2 separate regions of the Rattus norvegicus genome follow, and region 1 is linked to region 2. Evidence: chromatin contacts called from public Hi-C data. All regions are on one chromosome and are shown on one strand. Each heading gives the region's core, a stretch centred on a gene start, on an enhancer-like site or on the middle of the called end of the contact. The rest is flanking DNA. Distances are from core to core; before and after follow the strand shown.

Region 1 (7,201 bases), core at 2,594-5,093, 140 kb before region 2:
TCATCATTAGAAGATATCACTTTGGCCTCAAAATACAGTTTCTCAATATTTGTAGCAGAATCGTCCCTAGAACTTCAAGGACACCACTATTTACAAAAGTTCCCAGCCTTGCATAAATATATATTATCTGTAGGTAACTAAGCAAACTGTCTTAGTTAGGGTTTCTATTGCTATGAAGAGACATCATAACCTTGCAACTTTTATAAACAAAACATTTAGCTGAAGCTGGCTAACAGTTTCTAAGATTTAGTCCATTATCTTCTTGGAGAGAAGCATGGCAACATATAGGCAGACATGGTGTAGGAGAAGGAGCTGAGAGTTCTACGTCTTGATCCATGGGCAGCAGAAGGAAACTGCTAGACTTGGCCTGATTTGAGCATAAGAGACTTCAAAGCCTGTCCACACAGTGGCACACTTAGTCCATCAAGGCCATACATACCGTAAGAAGGCTACGTTTCCTAATAGTGCCACTCCCCGTGAGCCAAGCATATTCAAACCACCACACACATCTTCTGTGATTCTTTAAATCTTCTCTGGATTACTTACAATGTCCAAGGCAATTTACATAATATATAAGTCATTGTTAGACTACATTTGGGGGGAAATCATGACAAGAACTTGTCATTACGGATTCAGTAAACACACAATTTCTTTCTTTTGGAATGTTTTTGATCCACAGTTGTGTGCTGTTCAAAAATACACACCCTGGTAAGGACTCTGGTAAGGAATTCTAGAATGACTAGGTCTTCATTGTAGTTTTGATATCTAGAGTGATCAGAAAAAGATAAACTACAAGGAATCAGATGATAAACCAGAAGACCTTCATACAATCAATGCCAAGAAAAAGTCCATCCAGGAGGAGGAGGTTAGTTATTAGTCTTAAAACTTATGGAGAGCTTGAATTAATGAGGCAAAAAGTTTATTGAAGTTTATTGTGATGGGATTAAAGTTTCTTTATCACAAAGGAGGTGGACATGAACAGTGTAATTAGCACTACCAACAGGAGCAGTAAGTAGAACTATTACAAACAGAGACCAGAGATCTACCAAGAATTGCAGGAGATGATCTGCAGGTGTCACCGCATTGAACAGTGCAACAGCACTGACACTGTATCTAATTCTTCCCTTTGTCAGATGAGAGAACTAAGAAATTTGCCACCACTATTGGCCAACTGGGTAATTTTATTACACAGGGCAACATCTTCGCCACTTGTAGTAGGGGGATACTAAGGTGGCCCTGTGGCACCAGGGCATTTATGTAAGTACTTCCACTCAAATATAGGCACAACCACACTGGCTTTGACCCAGGAGACTGGGGCAGGGGTGACAAATTATCAAGCTCATGATTATGCTGGGAGAGGTGGAGAAGGTGAGAGGATGTTGCAGAATGTATGAAAGCTTTCAATCTGGTGACTTAACCAAAAGTGCCTTCTCAGAATATCTAAGTAAGAGAAGGTAGGAACAGAGGCTCTGAACTGACTGCTATGTTGTGTCCTATCTAAGTAAAAGAAAATCTCTAGGAGAAAGGGAATTCAGACGAACAATGTTGAGGAAGTAAACGGTGACAATGACATGAGCCTAGGTGGCAAAATTAGAGCTAAATGTGCAGCAGCCACCCTGAAGACTTCCTTGCATCCCAGCGAGCACCCAAACAGGTGTGACTCTGACAGATTGAAACACTACGAGAGATGTTTGCCATTAAGTGTGTTCTAATTTGTTATAAAGCAGGAGAGAACAAATACAGTACTCCCCGAGAACATCTCAAATGATAGCATGACTTTATTTTCACCTCACAATATAATCTTTCTCTGTGAAACCTATATCTACCTTAGATGACAAATAGATATATGTGAAGTCTACGGACAACATGCTTGAGTTTACTAGTTCTTATTATCAGGCAGCTCATAGAGCGAGGTGCCATACTTGACTCGGGTGGGAGGTGTATGGTGCTGCATTTGTTAAGGACTCAAGCAATAGACAACAATATCAGTGTCGCTAAAGATTACACTCATACAATCTTCTGCTATCCGCTGTGCTAGGAGAACATACTCACTTCATGCTAATCAGATTAAGGGATAATAGCAGCCATCATTTTGCAAATGGTTTCTTGAGTGCTAGAACCGATCTCTCTGAATATTTTAGGTGAGCACAGGATCTAATTTCCATAAAAGGTCTTTAGAAAGGAATAGGAGACACTATAGACGTATCATGGGGCAAGCTGCTTCTACCTGTGGAGTCCAGATGATCTCAGTGTAGCCAGATTGACTTTCTGAGTCATCTAAAATGTTAGCATTGGCCTTTACCTATTTCAGGGTGGGTGAGCTGCCAGCAGAATTTTTAATCTGGCCATTGAATCTGCTTCTGATCTTACCTTCCGACAACTGAACACACAACTTACCATATGCCAGTTATACTCCTTAAGCTCCTTTATGGCTCAACATAATGGTTTTGAGAATATGGTCCTTTGACAAAGGACACCAATACCACTTGAGAGATGACAGAAAGGTCTTTGCCTTCCCCTAGACATACTGTACTAGAAGCTATGGCGTGGAAACCAACAATCTTGTAAAATAAGCCTCAGGGTGATTCAAATACAAGCCAAGGTTAGAGAACTTCTGCCCTAGATCTTAAATGGAGACAGTAGCTGCCCACAGAGAAGCCTAATTAAGCAGAGCTAGGTAGGACATCCAGACGTTTGGATGGGCTACCTTTATCCATTTATGAAAGAATTGCACCGAAGTCCTTATTAGCAATGAAAGAACTGTTCATCAATAGTCTGAAAAAAGTTTGCTTTAGACTTCTGTGTGTATCAGCAGCAAGTGTATTAAAGCAACCATTTCTATGCTGAGCCCTGGAGGCCAGGCAGAGTCAGAGCCACATTCTAAGTAAGGCTGGCTTAGTTCCAGATGTTCTGATTCAAACCCTGTGCGTGATACTTCTGGGCTGGCAACCAAATACACTTCGCTTTCTCTCTAGTCACAAAATCAGGGCATGTCTGGTGATCTCTGAAGTCTACATAAACAACATCCAACCTTGCTTTACCTTTGTAGCCACTTGGTGAAATAAATCTACCTGGAGAAACTAATTTTTACCTTCAACTATTTGTTTAAAAATAGACAGTAGACATTTCTCAGCACTAAGTTTGTATTTTGTCTGATTGAGTCTGAGTTTCAGCCATGACAGGTTCCCAAGACACTTTTGATCTTAAGTGACGTTTTGAATATGTGAGGAGTTAATCTGTTTTAAATTCACACACACACACACACACACACACACACACACACACACACACACACACACACACCACAATGCTTCTGTTTCTTTTGCAATGACTTGCTTCTTAAGATTACTTTGAGTTTTCTGGCAAGGCAGAGGGATCAAACTGAGTCTCTTCCAAATGCTAATTTGTACCATATGGGGTTGGGAATCTAATGGGGAGGATGAGGCTTAATGAATTTTCCTGAGGAGAACATTCAGAGTCAATCAATATATGGACCCTGAGGTTCTCCTGGAGTGCTCTGAATTTAAAAGTAAACTTTCCTTTTGATTAAGCTGCAGATCAGCCCAGCACTAATGCGTGTACAAAACAAACCAAGTGGCTAAGACTAAGCACTCTGGGAAAGCTTAAGTCCTCCCAGGTTGTTTTTCATGAATTCAGGACATCCGCTGTGCTGCTCACCTGGCTCCCTGCCTAGCCCCTTTTCTAGCTAGACACCACCTCCCATGGTCTATTTCACTCTCACAACGGGCATTTGTGATCTTTGACTACCTTTGGCCTGCTAGACACACTTTTCTGAGGGGAGGAGACAGCAGGGAGTGCTGGAAGGCTGTGTACCCTGGAGCAAACTTGAGCTGTTGACTGACAGGTGGAGACAGAATGCCTGGCAACCCAGACACAGGGTAGGACAAAGTTCCCAGTACAACTTTTGCTCTGGAGCCCTCAGGAGGGCATTATTTAAGGCTGGGGCTCTAGCTTAAACCCTTGCCTGGCCCCACCCCAATCCTTTTGGGTAGCCTCAGTGGTCATTATTTCCTAGGGTTCTTTTCTTATGACACCTTTTAGACATAACGCCTTGCATGGGTTGGGGGTGATAAGTTCAAAGCGCAGATCCCTTATCATTTATTTATAGCTAATTTGGAAAATAAGGTTAAACTGGAAACCAGCCAGAATCATACACACTTACTGCTGTTAATTATTATGTCTTTGGCCATGCCCTCTTCTGCATGTCCAAGCCATCATTATTACATACCGTCTTAATTCAGTTCAAATTTCATGTCAGTGCTGGGCAAGTCACCTTATATCATCCGTAGCACATAAGCTATTTTGACCCTTCCTGAGAGATAGACAGCTGGAAGCAAAATGTGTGCCAACAGTTTTAGCAAAAGTATAGCCACGTCATTATCTAGGAGGAGCCTGATTTTAAATCCTCCCCACTAGGAAAATCAAAGCTATAAAAAGCAGTCATTTACCTAATCCCCTAGTCAGACTTAATTTTGTCAAATTCAGTGCTAAAAGGAAACATGTTCATCTCCACTGTGTGACTTCCTTCTTTATAAGGATGGATTTCATTTTTGCCACCCACTCTGACTCTTCTATGAAAAAAAAAACTCTGAACCTAATGGGACACATATAACTTTATTCCAAACCTGAATAAAAATGATTCACAAGCAGTACTAACTAGCCTCGTTGGGTGATCAAATGACAAAAAAGGCATTAAGTTGGGAAGGGAGGGTCTTGGGGGGTTCATGGGGAAGACTAAGGGAGAGATGGAAAGTATACATGCCTGCATTCTCAAAATTATAGGAAAATGGTTTTTAACCCCAGCAAAAATAGAAAATACAAATAATATTCTTCTAGGTGTTTTCAGGAATATCATCAACTTTGTATTGATCCTTATTAGGAAGGAGAGGGAGGGTAACAAGTGAATCTGACAGTGAATGCTGATGAGAGATGCAAGACAGCACAGGTTGAATAAAAGTAAAGAGTTTAGATTTCAAACCTTCAAAAAGGGGCAAACTTTAAGTGTTCTCATTATGGGGCACTGGAATACATAGGAGGCCGTGGATCTGTTCATTAGCTTGATAAAGTCTGAGCACACCGCATAACATCACATTGTGTTAAACAAATATGGTTGCTTATTGGCCAATTTGAGGCGTGTTTATATAAGTTTATGCATACATGCAATCACCACTAGTGAAAAAAGAAGCCATGAATTTGAAGGAGAATGGGGGTAGGTTGAAGGGAGGGTTTAGAGGGAGGAAAGAGAATGAAAAGATGTCACAATTATATGATAACTTCCAAAATGTCGGTGGGTTTTTGTTTGTAGGAGAACTATGCAAGAAAAACAAAGCAGACCTGGTGATCATGTGAGGCTCAAATTCAAGACTTACTCAATGAAATTCAAGGCGATGCAAGTATATCCATAGTGGACGGGGCCCACACTCTGAAGACAGAGACATAAGGATCACAGATCCTCAAGAACTAAGGCTGTAGTAGCAAATTTGAAAGGAGAGGGGAGAGATCTAGACCTGTAGGAGTTCACTAAAAATGGCTGCATTTTAGAGAACATAGGAATTTCAATCTTAAGGTCAGATGTAGACACATTTGGGAGGCGGGCAATGAGTGGGAGAAATAGTGAATAGTCTTACACTGTCCTTAAACTTCTGCATAGGGGATCATGGAGCTGCTCCCAGTCTCCCTCCTGACAATGAGAAAGGAAGTAATAAGTTGTGAAAACTCTTTTACAAGACCTAATGTTTGCCCCAATTACTGCCCAGAACAGCAAGTCCAAAGAAAACAAACAAGGGCAGCTAATAGAAGGCATTTGTTTTCGACAGCACTCCCCTGACTTGACCTTTAGGAGAACGCTGAGAAAGCCTCACATCTCCTTTCTTTATCTGAATAGGTTGAAAAATGATGACAACAGACACTTTATTTCAATCAACTGGTGAGGAGCATGGAGCCATTCAGAAATTAAAGAATAGGAAGTTGGATGAGAGTAAAAGAGAGTTAAGAAGCCAGACGGAAGTTGAGACCAGAAGGACTCTTGAGTAAAGCCACACCCTGAAAGAAAAAAAAATCACAGAAAGAAAACATACCACTGGTGCGGAGCTAAAACAAACCCACATTAAAACAATGCAACGCATGATTTAAGAGGGGTTTGTCTCCTGTTACTATCTGTGCTTTTTTTCTATCACACACACACACACACACACACACACACACACACACACACACACACGTTATTTCTGCAAAGAGACAATGAGAGGAGGCAGGAGAAACTAGAAAGCATTCCATAGGTGCTAACAGTGATAATTCCTAGCATAAGCCTAACATGCAGGGGTCAGCCATGGCTTTTGTCTCTGTATAGACAGAGATGATAAAAAAACATGGAGGTATAAGCTAGGAGAAGAGGCAGCCAGTTTTCATGCCCACCTACACTCAGGAAGGCTGATTAATGGTGGCGGCAGTGGTTACAGTGTGGTCCCCTGAAAATCTACTCAGACAGAATGGATCGGTACACTTTACATTTGGTTTCTGTGCATGCTCAGACCAGAATGTCCCCTTGTCACGGCAGAGGACTCTGAGAACAGAGAATTCACTGAAAGCCAAGTGTAACAAATAAAGAGAGTCCTTGGATGACTTTTCTCAAAGTCTAAGCTGTATGGTGGACTGAGAACCATTGGATAATGGAACTGTTCCCATCAAAAGTTGGCATGGGCACAGGGCTGGAGAAAACGTCTTTGTAATTTCTGCTTCTTCTCAATTAAATACATCATCCTTTTAAACAACATCTTTGTAAAACACAGTTAAGGGAAAATATCTAATATACGATAGTTCTTTTTATCAAAGACGAGGCAGTGGGGAGCAAGAGTCAGTAAGATGTCCAGTTGCTGGGAGATGTCTTTTGCCAGAATTGCACGGACTAATCCCAGTGATCACCTTTGGATATGAGCCCTCTATGTTGATTCCCCACAGCCTCAGACTTCCAAAACAGAATCTATTTTGATTTTGTATGTTTTCATTTCACAACTTATAAAGCCATGATAAAAGTACTTTATCCTCTAGAGCTTTGAACTACTGAATCTTACAATCTCCTTTGCAGCCTAAATATAGACTGGCTTCACTGTCCCTGTGTATATAAATTTTCAAAAGAAACAACTCATGAATCCTTAATATAGGCCTCAAGTTCCCAAGGGGA
Region 2 (7,413 bases), core at 1,751-4,250:
AGTAACACAATGACAAATTATTGCTTTATCTATTAAGCCTCTTTTATTTTTTTCTCCTTTAGAATACTTTCTTCTTTATTTTCTGAAAAGGTTTTCTACTAATAGCATCTGGGAAAAGCCCATCTTCATAATGTCGAATAATTATGCAATTTTTGCAGTGGAGTATTATTTCTACTTAAATCAGAGACAAGGTGCTAAATTGGGTAGGCAAATTAGAATTGGTATAAGGGGGCTGAGAGAAGTCATTGCAGGTTGCAAAGAAATTGGATGTTATGAAACATGCCTCAACTTTGTCTCCTTGTTGCTACTGCACTGTTGCTCGCTGAGCAAGCCTAGTCTAGTCAGATGTGGACAGGAAGACAGAATTTGTCATGCTCACAGAAAATGGTAGAATGCCCTTTTGCCTCTCGTACTGAAAGTGCAAACCTTTTTATTACTAAGTCTTTTAGGGGGGAAATTAACATTTGCTTACTGTAGTCTATTATAGCCAAGTTAATAGATTCCTAGCTGAAAATAATTAGCCCTCACCAGCAGGATTGCAGAAGATCTCCTATCAATCTAAAACATAAACTTCATCGAAGTTGTCATCTTCCTTTCCTATACTCACCACACTTACTTTAGCCTAAATTGAAAGTGTGCTAATATTGCTGACAAGTGCCCATTCCAAAATCATTCTAATTCTATGTCTTTGAACTGATGAACATTTATTCCAACACATGAACATGGTTCTATCAAGTGCTAAGGGATTAAACATTTAGCTGTTTGCTTGTAAACATTTACCTGTAAAATAAAAAGGACGTGCTACCCTACTGAGAAGTTTCCAACTTTTACACTTTGAATGCTGCAGTAGACATAGCTCATGATTTCACAGCAATATTTATCACAGGTTCTAACTGCTTCAGCCTAAAGATCTGAAGAGGTAACAGAAAAATATAAGTCCCAGCAAAGTCCTAAAAGGAGAAAAGATCAAAAAGAAGACAAAATTCAAATTTAAGCTCAATACTAGATCAGATCCCACTATCTAATCAATAATATGAATTCTGTCAAAATAAAGAGTGCTACATCAACAATAGAACTGTTTCCCTTTCATGTAAGAGAAAGCGGAAACCAGAAAATGTGGTAGCAACATGGTAACACTAGAATTCAAGTTTCCAACTTTCTGCTCTGAACTCTTAGCCCATTGCTTTCTAATGGTCCAGAGTGTCTGCTGAGGCCCTGGACATCCATATTTGGGAAGAAGAAAGCAAAAAGACTCTCTGATTAATCAAATCTGAGGAAAAAATATCAAGGGATACCAAATGCCACTTATGTGTCATTGATCTAGAAGCTGTACATAGCTGCAAGGGAAGCTAGAAAATACCATTTTTATGTCCAAAGAAAAACATTCCCATTTAAATGAATTAAAAAAAAAAACAGGGATAATGCATTTGGTGTGGAAAATAGCTCTCCTTGCCATTCCTACAAGAACATAACAGTCTTCTTTTCTACATTTTCCATCAACTAGTACATGAACACACTTTAAAAAGTATAAAGAAGGTTTATTTAGCCAGTGAAGATTTTCACACCCACCCATCTCCATCTGCCAGTTTCCACCCACCACAAAACACTTTTATTCATTTTTTATATCTCCTTCTAGTTTCTTTAAGGCTAAAATGTGCAAAAGAAGATTATTCTTGCCTCTTCCCCGTCCCCCAGGAGCTATTTCCAAATCAGCACATGGAGCCACCGTTCTCCACTGCTACTTCCTTTGAATTGCCTTTTATAGCTGTGTAGTATTCCATGACTGTGGCTACCAGGGCTTAACTAATTCGCTCCCCTGTCAAATATTTTGTTTTGAGTTCCAGTCTTCTGCTTAACCTGAGCGTATGGAGGTAAGTTTACTGTAGGGGTAAACTGTAGAAGCTTCATTTCCAGCACAAAGGGCATATTTATAATTTTGATAGATATCACCAATCTTTCTTCCATGAATGTGATAATGATATAAACTCCCATTAGCAGCACATGAACGTATCTGTTTCCCATGCCCCCCTAAATATAAGGATCAAAATACCAGTTATCTGTATTTGAATGTTGTCTTTGAGTCTCTAATTATATGAAAATATTGTAAGTATTACATAAAAAGGCAGACATCCCGGGCTGGACTTCACCATCAAAAACGTGCAGAGCAAATGTCTTAGTTATGCTGTAGATATACTGAATAGTCAGTGGACAGTATTTTTTTTATTAAGGTCTGCTAGTTCTATGTGGCTGTTAGACCATTTCCTCTAAACAAGCCCCATTTTCATAAGATCTTGGAATAAACTCACGATCTTTGACACATACCTTCACCATCTGTCCCCCATTGTAATGTTGAGCAGTTGCCTTCTGCCCTGAACATATGCCCTTACTCTTAACAGTTTCTCTCAAAATCCCCCCTGCCTTTTCTACATGTCCGATCCCTCTGGGTCTTTTCTATCCATCCCCAAGGCACTATCTCTACATGCTGAATCTTACCTGTACCTAACCTGCTGTCGTTCAGGTGGCGTTTGCTCCTCTCCTCATAGCTGACAGAAATGCATTCCTACCTTCACAGGTAGATTGGGAGGGGAGTACAACCAACCTCTGTCTCTGATCTGAGGACACAGCCAATGCTGAGTCCTTCCTCATGGAAGCCTTAGGTCAAATGTTCAGGAGGCATGGCTGACAGAGGGCTCTCTTCCAACACCCCAATCTTGCCAGGCAAGTGTCACTTGTCATGTGCCCTTAATGTTGCCTTCAGTCATTTCAACTCTCCACTTAGCAGTGTACAGTTCCTTGTTTTGGTCTCACAGGTTTTTCTCTTAAGTTTGAAACTACATTAAAATAGAATGTTACCCTCTTATTTAGCTGGAAGCCCTTATGTGCATGCTCTTACCTCATTAACTTGTTTCATCCAAGTTCCTCCAACTATCTCCAGTCACATCTGTCAATTTGCTTTCCTTGCCAGATCACAACTACTATGACCTGGCTTAGTGTGCTAGGCACAGGGTGCTGACAAATAGCATTCTATCCAGCTTCCTCACTGGCCTACAGCCACTCTCTTAGGAAAGGACATTAAATATTTGAAACCACTGAGTGACCTTCAATGAACTGCACCTGTAAAAAAAAGACCAGTGCATTTAGAAAAAGAGAGATTATCTCCAGGTCTTTAGTTACTTATTAAAGGACTCCCAGTGTCACTAAAGAGTTAATGGTTGCCCTTAAATAGCCAGCTTTAAGCTGATAAATAATCTGGGTGCTGTAAATAAAAAGCCATCAGGAAGGACCATTATGCACATACAGATTGTCTTCAGATGCCTCAACCTCTAAACTCAGTAAACAACCGACCTGAAAATCCAGGATTCAAAACAGCTGACTGAATCCTCACTTCATTCTGCCATCATAAACACAAAGTGTTTTTCAAGCTCACTAAACACAAAGCATAACTTGTCTTTGATGGGAAGAGGACAGTATTTCAATTCTCAAAACAGGAGCATTGGCACTTGGGAATAGTTAGGATTTTCTCAAGTGTAGAACTGAACAGTTTCATATAATCGAGCAAAAATAACACTAATCTGTGTACTTTTAACAGTGAGTGTAAAAAGAGATATGAAGAAACTACTTATCTGAGAATTTCAGGTGGTTCATGCACTAGCCTGCTTAATGATTAACAAGGCTTCCTGGAAAAGGCATGGGGGTATGCACAACTAATAAAAATGGGGGAAGGGGTCTGCTGCTTCAACAACCTAGGGGAAGGGGGCCACCTGGACCTAATCTGAACAACCCTGATTCTAGACGTTTATACAGAATCTATAGTTCGGTGTTTTTGTGTCTTAATGTGTCAGTCTGTGAGAAAAGGAACGAGCAGAATGCCTGTTCACTACCAATCCAGGATACCCTAGCAACAAGGCAGCTGGTCTCAAGTCACAGCCTTGTGACTTAATAGAACATTAATGAATATTCTGTTAAAGCCACCCTTTCTGCTTTTCTTCTTATACAAATTATTTTCCAAGCAAAGCATCCACAAAGTGTTTGGGTTCCTCCATGTCTCTGCACGGGACAAATAGCAATGAAGAGGGGAGTTGTCAGCACTCAACTTCTCCCATGCTGAAAGCTCTTAGAAAAATCTTCCTGGAAATAATACAAGACATGGGGGATGGGGAATCAATACATTGTCATAACCCTGCTTCTTAAGAATATGTGGATGATAAATTATGGCAAACTTCACCCATAAGGTCATTGCATCTCCTATGAGTACATTGGACTGACTGTGCCACAATCTTTGCAGCAACCTAGAAAGGGCTCCATCTCCCTCGTGTAGCATCTCTGCATCCAAAATGTCTGGTTTTTTACATGTACAAATGGAATATTCCCTAATAGGAATATTATAAACATAATACATATTTTAATAAATTATATGAAATTAAATACATATCCACATAAACATGATATTCAACCATACCTTTATAGTAAAATGGTTACTAAAATACTAAACCAGCATGCCCCCTGATTTCAAAGTACTTATTTTCTCCTACAATAAGAGATATAATTTACTCATTCAACAAAAAAAAAAATAGAAATCTGATGGTTGTTGAATCTTAAACTACTTGGTTTAGTAGTCAACTATGAAACTCTTTTTTATGTTTAGCTCCAAAGTTCCACATTGTGCCATAAGGCATAAGCAAACCACCACCACCCTCAACCTCGCACACCCTAGACAGTAACCATATTTGTTTATTGTTACTTTACTTTAACTCTTCCTCTACCACTATTCATACAATAGGCATTGCTGGAGTCTGAAACTTGACCTGTATATTCAAACTATCGTTCATAGTAGCTATGTGAAAACAAGAGGTGGGAATACTGCCACCACCACACTCATTCTCCACTGGAGATATTGATATTTATTTCAACAGACATGAATGCCAAGGACTATAGAAAAAAATAAATTGCAAGAACTCTATAAAGTAAATGAAGTCTGGCCAGCCATTACTGTCAACAAAAAAAGAAGTGACTGAAAATGTCTCGTGCCACTATAAAATATGTGATTAAAGAGAAAACTGTGGCCCTAATTAGAACTGTCACTGAAGAAATGGAAAAGGGGCAGAATTACAGATATACCCAGAGGATGTGGTAGCTGTCTGTATACCCAAGGGAAAGAGGAGAAAGGGATGGTGGCAACGCCAAAGGGTTGCTATGGGGATGGCAAGGTGACATGAGGAGCTAAGACAAAGATAAAAGGAAGGATTGGGTGGGAGGAAAAGAAACACTCAAAGTGAGGTACTTAATCGGCATCTCTGTAAGGTTACATGGCAAAGGGGTTCACAGATGGGGCGTTAAGGTTGGCATGACAGATAAGAGGTCAGAACTGAATACTAAAAGTGAGTAACAGCACCCACTGGGGTGGGTGAAGTTATGTGGGAACAAATACAAAGTGGCGAGGTCCTAGATGCACTTGAGAAGAAGCACTCTTACAGGGCTATGCAAAGAGCCGATCTCACCAAAAGCCCAGGATATTCAGGTCGGAATACCGTCATCACATTTGTGCTGAGGTCAGGACTTAACGCTGGTGCTCAGAGTCAGTGATAGATCCCAGCAGAAAAGTACACGCTGCTCTGTGCCGAGGAGATAAGACACTCTGACAGCTAACTTTGACTCAAAAAAAAAACCAAAACAAAACAAAATCTTCGGGTTTCTCTAATCAACGATCGGCTCTCCCTCACAATTATATCTCAAATCGAGAGGCCTCCCAGTCTCTCTCTGCCCACTTTATAACTATTTCTTCATCATACAAGTACTTTCAATAATAAAATCTTTTATTCTGCGTTTTTAATCTCATCTAAGTTTTCAATTCTCAGAGGCTTTAGACAATAAGAGACACAGGAAAACTGATGACAACCCTCACTGTCAGTCATCAGATCCTTTCAGCATTGTGGTTGGTAGCAAAATCACAGATAGGCAAAAGGTGTGTACCTCTCGCACACCAAAAATATTATATGGAAAGAGTTTGGAGGTACAGTAGTCACGTTACCTCCCTTTTCTGTCCCCACCACCTTGAAAGTCATATTTATCTTTTTATGCGAACACGATTCTATTTTTATTCATTCTTCTCATTACGCACTTTCCGGACAACACCATGCTAATGACTGACATATTATACAGGTCTTTGTTCATTACTGCAGAGAGATAACGTCACAGCCTCTTCATTCAGCTCTGAGCAATCTTCAAAATCTTCCCTTATATGAACAGCCCGCAACTTATTCAACTGGCTACCTAATCACAGGCGCTTACATCATTCCTCAGTAGAATATTAAAGCAGTCCTGAGACTCAGCTCATTTATACATTATTTTGTACATAAACAAACACATATGAGATAACATCCCAAAGAGAAATTGCTGAGTAAACTTATATTAACAGCTCTGACAGATATTACCAAATCACCCTCATAATAGAGGGATCACTGCACTTTCCCCAAAAATGCATGCACGATAAGGTTAGTCGATTCAGCCTTACCATTAGGAAGTGTGGTATTGAATGCTTGATACTGGTATGTTAGAAAGGGAAGGCCAGTGTAGCTACAACTTGTACTCAACTGTTAAGAATGGATTTGTGTTTCTTTTCTCTTTTTCATATCTAAGAGCTTTCTGCAGTTTCCGCTTTAATTGGATTGCTGGAATTCTGACAATTAATTTTAATCCACTTCAAGAATTATTACGGGGAGCACCACGGTGTGGTAGATGCTTTACAAGTGTAAGACCATTAAACCTAATACCGTTAGCAAAAGAGAGGCTGATGGGAGCGAGAAAGAATGCTCTCCAGTGCACTTTCTACATCTGTCATAGCACAAATGAGATATGGGCAAAAGCTAGCATTTAGTTACATAATAGCTACTGAAAAGTCCAATTTCTTCAGACTCATTCTCACTATCTCTATAGCCACAGTTCTCAAACTGTCGGTTGAGTTTTGGGTTGGAGGACCCTTTAATAGGGATGGCATATCAGATGTTATGCATAAAAGATATTTACATTATGATTCATAATAGTAGTAAAATTACAGTTCGAAGTGACAATGTAGTAATTTTATGGTTGGGGGTCACTCAACATGAGGAACTGTATTAAAGGGTGGCAGCATTAGGAAGGTTCAGAACCACTGGACTAGAGGGAGCTTTTGGAAATTACAAACTGTAAAAGTGTGCCCTGGAATTCAGCCATTAAGGTTAAATGCAAATGTTTTCATGCTTACTCCAAGGTAAGTTAACTCTCACGGTGTTGGTCAGATGACTTTGTGGCACACCTTCCTGCCATTCTGATAGCATTCCTCCTTCCAGACTCTCTTCTCGAATGCATAGAGCAGAGGTAAGTTCTGAAATCATAATCTGTACAACTTCCAGTGTGTGTTCCTGTGTAAAAATGTCT

Evidence for each region. A called contact is a pair of places that touch in the nucleus more often than the background predicts.
Region 1: a contact with region 2 is called in a Hi-C map of liver, with 5 times the contacts expected there. The contact joins two enhancer-like sites. A contact is called at or near these places in 2 of 12 Hi-C or Micro-C datasets (both in liver).

The regions. Positions count from the first base shown.
Region 1 is chr3:142,702,348-142,709,548 of GRCr8, reverse strand. The region is part of intron 2 of Plcb1 (phospholipase C beta 1); the gene reads right to left. Among named protein-coding and RNA genes, the nearest start is that of Plcb1, 190 kb to the right of the region's middle. Within about 2 kb of position 3,843, at least 7 of the 93 cell types and tissues checked have an H3K27ac peak or open chromatin away from gene starts, as enhancers often do. A contact at or near this core is called in liver, where this site is marked.
Region 2 is chr3:142,565,873-142,573,285 of GRCr8, reverse strand. The region is part of intron 2 of Plcb1 (phospholipase C beta 1); the gene reads right to left. Among named protein-coding and RNA genes, the nearest start is that of Plcb1, 57 kb to the right of the region's middle. Within about 2 kb of position 3,000, at least 12 of the 93 cell types and tissues checked have an H3K27ac peak or open chromatin away from gene starts, as enhancers often do. A contact at or near this core is called in liver, where this site is marked.